2 separate regions of the Sus scrofa genome follow, and region 1 is linked to region 2. A link is a contact called in public Hi-C data. All regions are on one chromosome and are shown on one strand. The core of a region is the stretch at or near the end of the contact, and the rest is flanking DNA. Distances in the headings are between cores, read along the strand shown. Region 1 holds the start of TCF7 (transcription factor 7). Region 2 overlaps LOC110259481 (a long non-coding RNA gene).

What was found. Hi-C and Micro-C count contacts between places; a contact is called where the count stands out from the background.
Region 1: a contact with region 2 is called in a Hi-C map of undifferentiated spermatogonia, with 2.0 times the contacts expected there. The contact joins the promoter of TCF7 here to the enhancer-like site in region 2. A contact is called at or near these places in 1 of 5 promoter capture datasets (liver) and 6 of 47 Hi-C or Micro-C datasets (embryonic fibroblasts, epiblast stem cells, liver and 2 more).

Annotation. Positions count from the first base shown.
Region 1 is chr2:136,421,344-136,424,043 of Sscrofa11.1, forward strand. TCF7 (transcription factor 7) reads left to right here and starts at 1,397. Exons shown (of 10, transcript XR_002341911.1): 1 at 1,397-1,848; 2 at 2,053-2,119; 3 at 2,637-2,700.
Region 2 is chr2:136,368,740-136,371,518 of Sscrofa11.1, forward strand. The region is part of intron 3 of LOC110259481 (a long non-coding RNA gene); the gene reads right to left. Among named protein-coding and RNA genes, the nearest start is that of VDAC1, 50 kb to the left of the region's middle. Within about 2 kb of position 1,257, at least 9 of the 83 cell types and tissues checked have an H3K27ac peak or open chromatin away from gene starts, as enhancers often do. A contact at or near this core is called in liver and undifferentiated spermatogonia, where this site is marked.

The DNA.
Region 1 (2,700 bases), core at 147-2,646, 53 kb after region 2:
CACATCTAAATCCCCACGCTGAGCCCTAGTGCCCAACCGCCCCCCAGCCTCCGGAAGGGAGGATAAGCGGGCACTCCAGCCCTGAGGTGGGGGGGAGGCACCCCCCGGGGCGAATAGAGATAGGATCTGAATGCAGAGAAGGGCGGCCCTGGCGCTTTGATCCACAGCCAACGCGGCTGGGCCTGGACCCGCAGGGGCGGCGCAGCCCTCTTCCGGCCAGGCTTTGCGCGGCTGCTGGAGTCCTGTGGGACTGAACCGGACAAGCGTCCAAGACGCTCTCCCCTGCTAAATACCCTCTGCCCCAACTGCTCTCGGGAGACGTGGGAAAGTCTACCCTGAATCCAGCACAGAAACCTGCTGGGGTCTACGGTTTGCTGCCCTGGGATCCAAAAGGGCCAGTATTTTTTCTAGATGCCAGAAGTGTGCTCAGGAGACCCGTGTGGACATGACCCAAGGTGCCTGGTGGTGATATGGAAGTTGGTGCACGTTCCTGCTCTCCTCTAGCTACGGACGCGGCAGCCTAGATCTTGCGAGGGCCCGCTTGAGCCCCGCGGAGTCAATCGGCTCTGCGGGAATGCGACTTCCCGGTTGAATTGCTTGGGACCACCGACCCTCTTTAGAATCCCGCGGCCAACGTAGCTCGGGCTCCAGGCTTGGAACGCAGTTGAGAGAGTCGTCGTGGCGGGGGTGGGGGTACGACTGGAGGAACTGCATGGGGTTGGGCGGGATACTTGCTGCTATGCCTCTTGGCTGTGTTCGCGCCTCGGGCCGCCACATGGTTGAGGGACCCATCCACAGATGTGTGAGATTAAGAGCCCCACATGCAACAAGCACTCAATACATCTGTGAAGGGGTGTATGCTGGCGTTCGTGCAGTGTGCGGGAGACCTGGAAGGAGGTCCCGGATTGGCAAAGGACTGGTCGATGCGCCAGAGAATGGGGTTTTGAGGAGTCCTGGGGTTTGAGCACTGCTTCGAGCAACCCCCAAGCTCTAGGATGCCCCCAGTTCCAAGCCGGACATATTGGAACCGGGGCATAGATTCAGCTCACAGCTTGGCTCCGTTTCCAAATCACCCCCAAACCCCAGGAGCCTGTGGGACCCACGCCCTCTGCGGCTGGTGGGGAAACCTGGGCGCGGTAAGAGATTCCCTTGTTGAAGAAGCAGGGTCAAGAATCTTCGTTAGAGTCCCCGCATTTCAGAAGGATGATGCTTTTCAGGCAACTGGGACACCTCACTGGCGTACGCCTGGGAGAGCGAGCCCTTTAAGACTATGCCCACTGGGCGCGTCGGGGCCTCTCCCGGGAGAGGAGGAGGCGGGGCTCTTTGGCTCCGCCCACCCACCAGGCCCGCCCCCGGCGTCCCCGCCCCGCCCCCGGCACTCCGCCGGCGGCGCCTTTGATGTTCGGACCCGCCAGCTCCGGGAGAGGCTCAGCCCGGCGCCCGCGCCCCGCGCCCGCAGCCCGCCCAGGCGGAGTCAGCCCGCGCTCCGCCCGCCGCGCTCCGGGCTCGGAGGTCCGGTCTCCGGGCTCGCCGCCTCCGGGGCCGGCTCCGCACCCCCGCGCCCCGCGCCCCGCGCCCCCGCGGGCGGAGCGCACCATGCCGCAGCTGGACTCGGGCGGGGGCGGCGCGAGCGGCGGCGACGACCTCGGCGCGCCGGACGAGCTGCTGGCCTTCCAGGACGAGGGCGAGGAGCAGGACGACAAGAGCCGCGACAGCGCCGTGGGCCCCGAGCGCGACCTGGCCGAGCTCAAGTCGTCGCTGGTCAATGAGTCCGAGGGCGCGGCCGGCGACGCTGGGGTCCCGGGGGCGGGCGCCAGGGCCCGCGGCGAGGCCGAGGTCGGGGCCGAGGTGAGCGCCAGCCCGCGCCCCGCTGCTCCCCCGCGGCCGCCGCGCTCCGCCGCCCCCCCGGCTGCCCCCGGCGCCCGGCTCGCGCTGCCCTGCCCCTCCCTCCCGCGACCCTCGGGGATCACCACCCATCCCACCCCTCCTGGCCGGGGTCTCGAGCCCCCAGCTCTCCCAGCCCTCTCAAGGCCTCTCTGGATCTCCCCGCAGGCTCTCGGGCGGGAACACACTTCGCAGAGACTTTTCTCCGACAAACTTCCAGAGTCTCTGGAAGATGGTGAGTTTCTGCCCGGCCTGGCCCGGCCCCCCTCCTCACGCTCGGGCCCGGCCTCGGTGGGAGAGCCGGGCTGCAGAGGGCGGGAGGGAGCCGAGGGGTGCCCCCCTCGCAACTGCAGCTCAAGGAGGCGGTAAAACCGAGGGGGTGGGGGAGTGGGGGGCGGGTTTCCCGGGCGCCGCCGGGCTCGAGTCACTTCCGGTGCCCTGACCTTTATAGGAGTAAACAGACCCCCGCCATCTCCGCCTCCCCTCCTGCCCAGGTGACTGGCTAATCCCCCGTCTAGAGGAGAAAGCGTTGGCCCAGGTTTCTTGGCCGGAGGGCCGGGTGGGGGGTCGAGTCGAGGAGATCCGAATCGCAGTACTTGGCCAAAGCTTGGCATTGAGGGTACCCCCAGCCCCTCAGGTCACGACCTTGAAGGGGACCCCCTTGGCACTTGGGATTCTTTTCTGGAGCGAGCAGACCACCTTCAGCCCCGGCCGCCCTGGCTGGCGCGTCTGACCAGCTGTGGTTTTTCCAGGCCTGAAGGCCCCGGAGTGCGCCAGCGGCATGTACAAAGACACCGTCTACTCCGCCTTCAATCT
Region 2 (2,779 bases), core at 7-2,506:
GGCAAGGGGGCGGGGAGTCGGTGCGGGGAAGGGGGTGGGACCCAGCTGGATAAAGACCTCCCACCCCCGCAGCGGAGGAATCAAGTGGGGAGGTGGCGGCTGGACGCTCCGGGAAGCCGCGCCCGTCTCTCCATCCCCCGCGCAGGACGCCTGCAGGATTCTGGCTGCCCACGCGTGCAGTGCGTGGGCTGTGCGCTGCAGGAGGGCTCGCTCAGAGGAGCCAGGGAGGCGGCCATCCAGCCGGCACCGCCTCCCCCCCCCGCCCCCCGCGAGCTGGGAGGACCGAGCACCTTCGTCCGATTTTGTCCAAGGTGCCAAAAGGGCTGGCAGCTGCCCGGACTGCCCCAGTGAGGTGTCGGAGTCCGGGACAGGAGCCAGGAGGCCGGGCCCTGGCTCCGACTCGACCAGGGCTCTCTGGAGGGGAACCTGAAATACCCTGTCTGGGCCTGAGGCTCCCCCATCTAGCTGATGCGGGGCGGCGGGGGCTCCCCGATTCCCACGGTCCCATAGAGCTCTGTGCTCTGAAGTGGAGCCCGGTGTCAGAGTCTACGAGCAGCCCTTGCCGTGCCCACTGCGCGGGGTGGGAGGGAAGCACGAGGGTGCTTGTCCAGGTCAGGGCCACCCAGAACCAGCCTTCTTCCACCGCAAGGGCTGTTTCAGAGCCATGTGCACTCTGGTGTGGGCTCAGATCCCCGCAAGTTGCCGTGCCCTCTCAGCTCCCTTTTGAGGGCTTGATTCTTTGTCAGAGCCTTGTTGAGTCAGTCGGCCGGTGCCCGGTGCGCACCAGCTGGGTGTGATGCCAGCTGTACCGTCTCCCTTTCCTCCGCCTGCAGCAGAGAGTAGGAAACGCAACACAGCATATTGAGCGCCGGCGCCGGCAGGGTGATGTGCTGACTCGGGAACTCTGACCCGTGGGCCCAGGGCCACGCTGCCCTGTGTTGCAAGTTAAGGAACAGGCTCCAAACCCCAAATGCAAAATACTTAACCAAGCAGGAGGCAAACTCAGATCATGCCGACGACTCCAAACCGAGGCTTTCATGACCTTTCCACCGCTTTGGCAGGTGGGGAAACAGAAGCAGAGTCCTTGCCTCGCCCCCCAGGCAGTCAGTAGAGAGGTGAATTTCAGTTTATTCTAAGCCGGCCCCTACTCTATTCGCCATCCCCCTCACCATCACGCCCCCCCCCCACAAGCCTGGGAGGTTCTGCCTTTTGTCAATTTCCCATGGCTCTACTGGCCATTGCCCAGCCCTCCACCACTCCCTATGCCCTTCCCCTGAGCCTGGCCAGGGCCCAGTGCTCCGGGAGAAGGCCTGGTGCCCATCCTGTAGGAAGAAGCTCAGTGCGTGGCAAAGTGGGGCTGGAAGAAGCCCTCTGAGTGAGGGTGGCGTGGAGGTTGTGCGCTCCATGCCACCTGCCTGAGGCCACATTCCAGGGCAGGAAGGGGGCTAGGCCTTCCTGCACAGATGGGCAGGTTCTTCCTTCCAACCTCCAGTTTGCTGGACAACTTGGGCAACGCAGCCAGCATCTCTGTGCCACTGCCAGATCACAGCCCACCTGCTGTAGCGGATTTTCACCTGACCCCTGCTGCCTCACCTGGGAAAGATGCGTTCTTCCTAAACCACACGTCAACCAGGCAGGAACAGTGCTTCTTTCCCTTTTTATCTTGATGGGGGATTCCACCCTGCATTGGCATTTACTCATGGGCATTAAAAATATGCAGAACAGAGTCCAGCAGAGAAGTTATGACTTCCTGCAGTTTGCAAAACTAAGAGGGAGGAACAATTGGCTCCTTTGTTGCAAAGACTGCTGTTTGTCACCAACAATGGCATTCTTAAGGAATTATGATATTAAAGATTTAATAGCCATTTGATGCATGTAGTAAACCCTTCCCATTACGGCATTTTCTGGAAAGCGCTGTCTTCGTCTGTTACAGGAATTTACCAAGTGTCTTTTAATTAAGTCCGCTCTCAATGAGACACCTCCTCGGTGCAGTCATTTTCTGAATGAAGCTCCCCCGAAGTACTAATTAGTTTGTTTTTAATGCTTAATTGATGCTGCCAACGTGGTGGTTAGGGTGAGGCTGACCTGCTGGAACTGGATGAGGCAAATCTGAGCAGGGGTGATCTCTCCGGCCTGGAGAAATGGAGGGGTTTCATTGCCCCCAAACTCCTCAATTACCGCTGAACTGACCCCAGACCCAGGAAAGGCCTCAGCCCATGGCCCTGCTCGGGATGAACCCAAGGAAGCCACTTACTCTGCACAGGAGTGGGCAGGTGAGCTGCCTTGGTTGGGAGTAGCTGCTGCATCACTAGAGGCCTTGGTAGGAAAGTGGACTGGGGGACCTCAGAGGTCCCTTCCCCCGGCGTCCCTCTGATGGGTCCTTCATTATTCATTGCCCTGTTGCTGACCAAACAGCTATTAGGTCCTCCTCTGTGCTTGTGAGTGAGGAGCAAAAAGAGGCAGGATCCCGTCTGGTGCAACTGCGTGGGGCAGAGCTGGGGGGGTGGGGAGCGATAACCGGTGTCAAGAGCCACAAAGGAGACAGGCCAGGGGCAGCACATGCCTGGGAGGGTTGGAGCCTAGACCTGGGGAGTGGTGTAGGGATGGGAATTAGACCCAGCTGTGGCACCTGCTGGGCGATTTGACCTCAGGGAGGCAGGAGAGACCCTGCAACACCTCCTCGTTTCCTTTATACACATACTTCTTTGGTCCTTGTGATGCATAAAGGCAATCGCCTGTTGTTTTGCATCGTTTCTTCTTTTTACTTTACATACAGGCA